2 separate regions of the Pan troglodytes genome follow, and region 2 is linked to region 1. A link is a contact called in public Hi-C data. All regions are on one chromosome and are shown on one strand. The core of a region is the stretch at or near the end of the contact, and the rest is flanking DNA. Distances in the headings are between cores, read along the strand shown.

Evidence for each region. A called contact is a pair of places that touch in the nucleus more often than the background predicts.
Region 2: a contact with region 1 is called in a Hi-C map of stem cell-derived neural progenitor cells, with 7 times the contacts expected there. The contact joins two enhancer-like sites. A contact is called at or near these places in 1 of 7 Hi-C or Micro-C datasets (stem cell-derived neural progenitor cells) and 1 of 1 datasets of contacts at active chromatin or transcription factors (stem cell-derived excitatory neurons).

Annotation. Positions count from the first base shown.
Region 1 is chr19:94,736,993-94,741,523 of NHGRI_mPanTro3-v2.0_pri, reverse strand. No RefSeq gene overlaps it. Among named protein-coding and RNA genes, the nearest start is that of SLC38A10, 45 kb to the right of the region's middle. Within about 2 kb of position 1,758, at least 8 of the 24 cell types and tissues checked have an H3K27ac peak or open chromatin away from gene starts, as enhancers often do. A contact at or near this core is called in stem cell-derived neural progenitor cells, where this site is marked.
Region 2 is chr19:94,883,279-94,888,289 of NHGRI_mPanTro3-v2.0_pri, reverse strand. It overlaps the pseudogene LOC101058599. Among named protein-coding and RNA genes, the nearest start is that of ACTG1, 31 kb to the left of the region's middle. Within about 2 kb of position 3,184, at least 17 of the 24 cell types and tissues checked have an H3K27ac peak or open chromatin away from gene starts, as enhancers often do. A contact at or near this core is called in stem cell-derived neural progenitor cells, where this site is marked.

The DNA of each region.
Region 1 (4,531 bases), core at 509-3,008:
CAGCGGCAGCCGCGGCGGGACACCCGGCAGGGTCTTCGGCGCTACTTTGTGCCAAAAACTGCGCTCCCGGAGACCCGGGCACCGCCGGCGTCGGCAGCTAGAGCGGGACCCAGCTCCCACCGCGTCCTCCACTGGAGCCCCTTTCGGCCCCTCGGCGAGTGCGGCCCGTGGGGAGTGGGCGTCGGCGCGAGGAAGTTCCCCGGCCCGGGCGACCCCCGCTTCTGAGCCGGCCCTCCCCACGTCGCCGCCCGCCAGGCCGACGGAGGACCGGGGCGGGGACGGGGATCTCAGCGGCCCATTCTGCTGTCACTTCTGACCTATTCTCCAGCAACGGCGCGTCCCCCCCTCGGCTTTTTCGCGAGGTTTGTTGAAGACGGATTTAGCCCCCGCAGAGCTGGGGAAGGACGGATGGACGGAAGGCCCAGCGCGGCCCACCCCTTCCCCTCGTCGTCTCCCGGCTGGCAGGAGCCGCAGCGACAGCCTCGGGGAGCGGGGCCTGCCCCAAGACCCCCTTCGCGACATCGGGAGCCAGGCGTGGCCGGAGGGACCGCGGCTGCTCCACGTGGCTCCCGCCGGCCGCCACCCCGCGCGGGGAGGACGCGTGCGTGCGGTGCGTGGCCGGCGGGCTGCGGGGACGCGCTTGAAATTAAATCTTCGCAGTGCCTGACCTTGTTTTTTCCTCGGCCCTGATAACTGCAGCAGCTGTTTTTTCCAGAATCCCTGCTGCTGGGGGAGGGGCGTTATTATTATTTTTGGTTGTCACAACCTCCTGGAAAAATTCCCTGGCCTCAGAAAGTGTAACAATGGCCTGGCGGATTTCTGGAGGAAGCGCCCCCTCCTCTGCTTTCTGCAGGGACACTTCTGCCCTCGAGCTGCAGTGGGGACCTCCTCCCCTGCTCTGGCCCTATAGCCCCCTCCCCGGCCTTCAGAGCCTTACATCAGGCTCCTAAGTACGTGGCCTTGGGGTCCTGCGGGCCCCTTCTGCTTGCCGTCCCTGCCCCTGGTCACGCCTGGGAAAGGTTGCAGCTCTGAACTGGGGAGAAGCTTATAGTCTCCAGCACGAATGAGGCTTGAGGGGCACGAGGCAGAGGCCTGGACACCCCACCCACCCGGAGCCAGTGACCCTCACCCAGTGCCTCCTTTAAGATACCACTGCAGGCTGGGTACGGTGGCTCACGCCTGTAATCCCAGCACTTTGGGAGGCAGGTGGATCACTAGGTCGGGAGTTTGCGACCAGCATGGACAATATGGTGAAACCCCATCTCTACTAAAAATATAAAAATTAGGGCCGGGCGCGGTAGCTCACGCCTGTAATCCCAGCACTTTGGGAAGCCGAGGCGGGCGGATCACGAGGTCAGGAGATGGAGACCATCCTAGCTAACACGGTAAAACCCCGTCTCTACTAAAAATACAAAAAATTAGCCGGGAGTGGTGGCGGGCGCCTGCAGTCCCAGCTGCTGGGGAGGCTGAGGCAAGAGAATGACTTGAACCGGGGAGGCGGAGGTTGCAGTGAGCCGAGATCACACTACTGCACTCAAGCCTGGGCGACAAAGTGAGACTCCATCTGAAAAAAAAAAAAAAGACACCACTGCCCAGCCGTACTTGGAAGACATGTCTCCTCCCCAGGAATCCTGCTGTGTTTGCTTTTGGGGTCAGTGCTAGTCCAGAAGCCGTTAAAGATTAACCGGCCTGGGCCCTGGGGTAGAAGAGGAGGCTGAGGAGGGGGAGGGGAGGGGAAGGGGCTGCCGCACAAGTGGTGCCTGATTCCTGGGCCACTCCCTGGCAGCCAAGTGGCTGCTGGGCTCTGCACACAGCCCATCCCTCCCAGTGCTGCTGCCCGCGTTCCAGCCTGCCCCCACCTGCCTGGCTGTGCAGTGGGTTCAGGTGGGAAGCAGTTGCTGGGCCCACCTGTCTGGCAAGGGCAGCTGGGGAGCCCTGGCTGCTTAGCACAGGGGTGACCCCAGCTTCTGGCTCACACATCCCTGCAGACTGTGGGTGCTTAGTGTGGAAAGAGGAAGGACCTCTGCCCTCCCGGCCCTTCCTCCAGTGGGACGAGAAGCCCAGGAAAGAGGCTGAACCCAGGAAGGGCTCTGGGCAGCCTGGCCAGCCGGTCTCGCAGTGTGTGGCTGGTCTTGGCCTCCTGTTCTGCTTCCCTGTCACGGGGGTCCAGGGTGTGTGTATGTGTGTGTGTGTGTGTGCACCATACAGCCAATCCTGCGCCTGCATCTCCTTCTCCTGCATGGGCCCTCCTTGATCAGGAAGGGGAGGCAGGAGGATCTCAGCCCCCACCTCATTCTACCCCAGTGGGAGTGGCCTCTTCATGTCCAGTTGGTCCCAGGATCCCCTAACCCATCATCATCCTGGGAGGAGGGCAGTGGCTCCTCCCAGCGGAGAGCTCCAGGACCCGCCCTGCCCTGTGGGCGGCAGGGCCCTCCTCCTAAGCTCCTCTTCCTGCCCATAAATGTATTTACACTTGTATTACCCCAGGTACGTGGCTGTGACAATGGCATCCCCAGCCTGCATGGAGGACAGGAATTGAACTTTAGTCTCCAGGCAATGAAGGTGCAGGGACTACACTTTATTAATGGTTGTTATGTAATAAAAAACGATAAAATGGCCCCTATTTGTAATTTTTAAATGCAATTTGTTTTAATTTACGTTTCTGAGTACTTCTGGGGCTTGATGGGGGCTGTTGGGACATTGCTGGAGGGGCTGGGCCACAGCGCCTCCATTAGGAGGCACCGGAGATGAGATGAGCCTGGGGTGGCGGGAAGTGCTGGGGACATGGAGGGCACAGCCATGGCCTTACTCTGGCAGGAGACGAATGTTCTGGCTGCCTTTTAAAAAGCCGTGGCCTTGCCCTTCTGTCCCTGGCCACTACAGAGTGGGCCTGGGGAAACATTCCTGAACCAGACATCCGGAAGCCTGCTGGGCAGGACCATTTCCCGGGGATGCTGCGACCTTGGGTACGGTGGCTCCCCTCACTCCCCACACCCCCACAGGCATCTGGGCAGGTCCCTTGGGTCCAAAAGCAGCTGGCCCAGTGCCTCTGGCCCCCTCATCAGGAGCCCTGCCTTCGATCTGGCCACAGAGGAAGCAGCCTCGTTGTGTGGGGATTGGTTATTTCTTCTAGCCTTGGGAGGGTCCAGTGTCCCTTCTGGCGCTATCTGCCCAGCCAGGGCCCCGTAGTCAGTGCCAAGGCCTGAGGGCCCAGAAGCCTCTCTAGGTGGGTCTCCTTGGCTTCCTTCTGCACCTGGCATCTGCCTCCCTGAGGCTGCACACCCACTGTGCGGAGGCTGCTTGGCTGGGAAGGGGCGCCATCCTGCTGCCCCCTCCCCAACCCACACACAGACCTCAGAGCAAGGCAGGAGCCGAGATTGTGACAGCAACATTTCACCGCCAGTGACTGAGCCAAAGCAAACCGCATCAGATGCATGGTCAGAGAGGGGGAAGAGAGGGGGAAGGCCTTCTGGGGGAGTGTGGAGCCCAGCATCGGCGGCGGGGGGGGGGGGCCTGGCTTTGCACAAAAGAAGGGGCCGGGCCTGGTGGCTCATGCCTGTCATCCCAGCACTTTGGGAGGCCAAGGATCGAGGATCACTTGAGTTCCAGAGTTTGAGACCAGCCTGGGCAACATAGGGAGACCCCCATCTCTACAAAAAATAAAATAAAATTAGCTGGGCTTGGTGGCACATGCCTGTGGTCTCAGCTACTCAGGAGGCTGAGGCAGGAGGATTGCTTGAGCCCAGGAAGTTGAGGCTGCAGTGAGCCGTGACCATGCCACTGCACTCCAGCCTGGGAGACAGAGCAAGAATTTGTCGCAAAAATTAAAAAAAAAAAAAACAAAACAAACAAACAAACAAACAAAAAAAACAGAAGAAAGTGAGAAGGACCAGAGCTGGGGACTGTTGGATGGGAAGATGCCCAGCCGTGGTGGTCCCAGGATCTGCCTGCTGCCCTCAGCCCCTTTTATTTCAGACCCATCAATAGCCTGTGTGTTCAGCGTGCAGATGTGGACACTGTCAGAGCCAGGGCCCCCAGGCGCCCCTGCATCCCCACCCCCAGACCTCACGAGTTTCAACCAGATGCGGTGCAGCCCTTGTGGGGCCACCCTTGGTATGGTGGGCGGGGCCGCTGCAGGGTACCTCCTCGTTCCACTTCAGGCCACTCCCAGCCAGTGGCCCCGGCTCTGGCTCTGTCCAAGGCCACCCCACCCCCGCTCCTGAGGATGGAGTCTGCACCTGCTGCCCCTCCCACCAAGGACCATCCCAGTGCCTCTCCCTCCCTTTGCCTTTTATTTTGGGAGCCTCAGCTTGCCAAGTTAATTGGCAAACTTTCCCAGAAGTAAACTTGAGGGATAGAAATTAATAATTTTCCCGGAGTTGCGTTCATTGCTAATCAGGCCAGCTGGGAGGAGGGGGCCTGGGTGCATCAGAGGACCCCTGCAAAGCCATTAGCACAAACAAGATCTAAGGGTGAGGGGTCCCCCTTGCAATTCAGCAGCTCTGCAGCCCCAGTGCCCAGGTGCAGGAAC
Region 2 (5,011 bases), core at 1,935-4,434, 150 kb before region 1:
GCTTTTTCCTCCCAACCAGAGCAGCTCCCTCTGGTTCCCAGGTTGCCTGCCCTTCCAGCTGGGAACACCGGCCTTGCAGGGAGGGGCGGGGGTGCTCACCACGAGGCGGCCACACAGGGCGCGAAGGGGTCCCAAGGCCCACCCAGGAGGAGCGCCTGTCTTTCCGCTGCGGGCTGCGCGCGCTGCCCACGCGGCCACGCTTGGAGCCTGGCAGGAGGCCGCCATCCCGGCCACGGCCGCTGGAGGGCGCCCCCGCACCGCTCCTGCCTGCCGGTTCCCGCGGGAGGGCGCCTGTGGCGGGCGCCGGAGGTTGATCTGCTGGTTCACGCCAGGATTGCGAACCGGCGGCCGGAGCGGGAGGCCGCAGAGCCGAGTTCAGGTCGCAGTCCTGACCCACCTGGCGGCGACTTCCTGTCCCGCGGCTGTGCTGCAGCTCTCCAGGTTGGGGTGAAAATGCAGAAACGGTCCCGTGGACTAAGTCACGGACGTTCGTTTCTCACAGCGCCGCGTGCCTGCCTGCAGGCAACCGAGCCACGCACGCCGAGGCCGCCCCACCGCCCGGGGCCTGAACGCGCCGGCCCAGACCGGCAGCCCCCTCGGATCCTAAGACCTCTGCACCGCAGCGCAGGTGTGGGGGTCCTCAGCCGGCGCCATCCAAGCAAGAGCCGAGAGCGCGAGCGCCACGCCTTCCCCCACGCTCTGCCCTGCGCCCCTGGCTGGCGGTCCCTCCTGCAGCAGCTGGCCTGGAATTCGGGCAGCGGAAGGGGCTGCACCCACGCGGGGCTCACGCCATGGATGTGGGCGCTGGGAGGGTCTCCGGCTGTTTCCTGGTGCTGCCCAAGAAGCAGGTCCCTCGGCCAAACCAGCCCCTGTTCTGGTGCCGGCCGGTGCCCTCAGCCTGCGGGCCTAGAGGCCAGAGTGCTGGCGGATGGGCAGGCCCTGACCACGCCGTCCTCCCTGGGAGCTTACTGGTGAGACGCTCGTCTGCCTCAGGGGGCCCAATAATGGTCACTTGACATGAAGGGACAGAGATGGTCTGTCCAGGGTGACGGTGACCACTGTCCTGGCATGTGACGGAGCCCAGGCCCTGGGCAAGCGCCATGCTGAGAGGGGCTGGCCGCCCGCTGCCGGTGGCCTGACTCAGGAAACCTCGCTCCCCTGAGCGGCAGCTGGAGGAGAGGCGGCGGCAGTGGACCTCCGGGGACGGATTGGAGGGGTGGCCCTGCGGCCCTTGCTTGGGCAGGAGGGACGCTGCAGCAGCTGCTGGAGTTCCCAGGCAGGGGCTGTCCCTCGGTCAGCTGGGTCACAGAGCAGCCGGCGCCTGCGTCATTCTCAGCCTGCCCGAGGGGGAGGCTTCCGCTCCAGGTGGGTGACCCGGGGCCCTTGCTATTACCCCCACAATGTTTCCTCTTTCCTCTCTGCCTCCTCCAGCCTCCCTAGGCAGCCTCCTCTCTTTCTCTGCTGGAGCCTCCCAGCTTCCGGAGGCCTCCTTGTGAGAGCAATAAAATGCCTTTGAAAGGAGGCTGGGATGTCCAAAGGGTCATCACAGGGCTGGGGGCTGAGAAGCCCAGAGGTGGCTGGGTAGGAGACACAGGCCTTGGCGTGCTTTCAGGGGACACATAACAGGGACAGTCCCCACTGACTTTCCTCCCACTCCACCTCCACTAACTCACCTCCCTCTTGTCAACATGGGGGGTCTCCTGCCCTGGAACATTCAGGGAAAGAGGTGCGTCTGAACCCCGCCTGGGGAGACAGACGCCCTCAGGCTGTCCTCTTGGCTCCGCTCCCCTCTTTCCTCCTGTTCACCGCTCCCAGCCACCCCGATGGGGCCTGTTTAATTGATTCAATTTGTTCAACAGTAAAAACACTCCACAGATGTCAGCCTCCCAGCACCCCACCCCTTGGGAGCCGCAGACACCTGCCAAGCCTCTGGGGCTGGGAGTCCTTCCATGGGCCACTAACACCAGGATCTGGGGGAGGCCTCTGGGCCTGGGAGCTCGCGCGGGTGCCCCCGCTCACCAGACCAGAGCAGCCACTTCAGCCCAGGGACTGCTCCGTCAATGGCACCAGTGGCGTTCTGAACAGTGATCTGATGCAAATGTGTCCTTCTGAAGGATTTAATGTTTTTAGACTCCCAGGTCTGGGAGGATGACCTTGGAGATGAGGTCAAGCTACCATCCCAGGCCCAGGCCACTCACTGTCAGGGCCCCACCTTCTTCATCAACCTGGGCTTCGGGGGTTTTCCAGGTAATCAGTGCTGGGAGGGGGACTGAGGGCTCCCAGGGTCCTGATCCTGTCCCCTGCAGGGAAGAGGCCCCTCGCCTACAGATTGGGAGCCCTGCGTCCACAGCTTCAGCGCGGTGGCCCGTCCTACTCCCAGGGATGTGTGTGGCCACAGCCACGCTGGGAGATGCGCTCAGGTGTTGTCTAAGGGAAGACGTGGGCCTGGAGGTCAGGAGACCCAGGCTGAACCCCTGACGCCCCTGCGCGGACCACAGCCCTCTCTCCCTGTGAAGGTCCCTGGTCCCTGGGGCCACCACTTTCCACCCCAGAGGGAGGCCCCTGCGATTGATTGATTGGTTGGTTGAGTGACTGAAGCGGGGGACGGTTTAGGGGAGCATTTGCACAGCTGGCCAGGCTGTGACTGTGGGGGCCTCTGCCCACCCCCATCCAGCCCCACCTTGGACGAAGACGCCCCAGCCGTGATTAGGAGAAGGCTCACCCTGAAAACGGTCTCAGGTTAGAGTTACCAGGACACCTGCCTCTCCAGCTTGGGGGTCTCTCACGTGCCCCTCTCAGGCAAGATCGGGCCTATCATTGGCTTAGGTTTTAGGAAGGTCCCAAGCTCATTTGCCAAGGGCTGAGCTTCTCCATAACTCCCAGGACACGGAGAAGACAAGGGGAGGGAAACTGAGGGACGGAGATAAAAGCGCTCGTCCCAGCGAAGGACCCGCGCTTCAGGCGCTGGGCCCGGGCGCCAGTGAACAAGCTGGGGGTGGGGCGTCGGGCCGTGCCCCCGCCCTCCGGACCCCCAGCGCGGACCCCTGCTCCGGGGCGGGGGCGCTCACAGTCGCGCGAACCCGGAGGTGCGGAGAGAACAAAAGGGGTCCCGCCCCCTCCCCCGGGCCGGCCCGCCACAGCCAATCGGCGCGGCCGCTATCGCCTCCGCTCTCTGATTGGCTGTGCGGCGGCCAATCGGGTGAGGGGGCCGCCAGCCCGTGCGGCCCCACGTGGGGCGGCGCGAGCTGCTGTTAGAGGACCGCAGCGGGCGGGGCGCGCGGTTCGATCGCGCGCTGCGCGCCGCGGGGACGCGGTCCGCGCCACCCCCAGCCGTCCCTGCCGTCCCGAGGCCCCCAGCGAGCGGCGCCGTGGCTTCGGGCGCGCGGGGCTCGGGGCCATCGCCGGGTGCTGTGCGGTTCCCGGCTCGGAGGCGCTGGGCCGGCGTCGCGGCTGCCCCCTGCCCACGCGGGAGGGAAGCGAGCGGCGCTCAGGGACCAGGAGCGAAGGCCTTGCCACCTGGCGAGGCGGGGAGGCCAAGGTGGGCTGTGGAAGGAAGAGGCGGGCCTGCCGCTGGTGGTGGTGGGATCAATTCATTCATTCATTGAGTCCGTCATTGACACCTCCTACTCCAGGGCCCTCGGGACACAGACAGCGGTGGCCTCAGCGGAGGCTTGGGGGCTAGCCTCCCCCTAGTTTCCATTAGTCTCCCCTCCAAACTACTTCAAGTGGAACGTACAAGCATGTTTTTTGATATGGGCAATTGACACAGTCTTACATTTTTATGGCACCCTCAGACAGGGTATTTGAGGAGAGTTGAATAAATGGAAAATACGTGAATTAAAGGAGAGCTGTGCAGTACCCAGGGCCAGCAACAAAGGGGAGCTGTTACCCCCTGAGACCTGGAGGGCAGCTGGAGCCACAGGAGAGGCCGTCTCCAGGAGCCCTGACCTTGGAGAGGGACACAGCGACCCGGCAGGGAGGAGCTGCTGCTGTACACTGACCTCACCCCTCCTGACTGCTTGGCTTGTCTACTGGCTACGCATTGGCTGAACTAGGTGGAGGCCAGGGAGCAAGGAGGCCCCATGGATCCTGTACCTACGGTCAGCTTCCCGGGGCACAGAGCAGGGGCTGGCATGGGGCAATGGGAAGATGTCCAGCACCTGTTTTGAAGTGTGAATAAAAGCATCGTAGAAAACGTTGCTGTTTTGCTTTGTTTTGTGGATGTGTAGCCCACGCAGAGGCAGCCTAAGATGGGGCACGACCAGGCTGGGCCCCGCCTCTTGCAGATCCACTAGGAGCCACCCCAGAGCCAAGGGGACCTTCCTTGGAGGGTTTCCCATCCTGAAAGTGATGAGTCACAAAACGAGGCAGGACTGAGGACGAGGAATGCCCCGTGTCAGCGCACGTGCACGGTGTTGTTCAGGCCCTCTTCCTAGGGGTCCTCCTGGATGCTCCAATGCTTGCCCATCTTGGCAGCTGTCACAAGCCACTGCTGGGACTGTAATTCCCCGGGGCAGGGACTGATCCTGTTTGCTGTTGCCCCTTCATGGGGCCTGTATCTGGAAGGAGGATGAATCTGCCTGTGTGAGGCCTGAGATGGGGGCTTCCCTCTGAGGCAGGGGACATGTATTCACTCATCAAACCTTCTCAGGGGAGCCTTTGTCTGCCAGGTTGGGCTTAGCCCCAGGAGCCCAAGGAAGAAAGGATATAGTTCAGACTTGGAGACATGTGTGACCCAACAGTGCAGCCATGCACAAGTTCCTGATAAGGTGGCTTGGGCCCAGGTCCCCTGAGAGGCTCAGGAGGGGGAGGACTCTTGGATAATGAGGAGAGAGGGGGTGGCACTTGAGGTGGCTTTGAAGGGCAAGGAGGAGTAGGAGTGGTGGAGAAGCTGAAGAAAAGCAGGGGGCAAGGAGGTGCCACCATGGGGATCAGGGACGTGGCGTCCGGGAGAGTGTGGCTGTGCACAGCTGGGCCTCTGCCGCAGGCATCAGGAGGCTGGGGCGAGGCA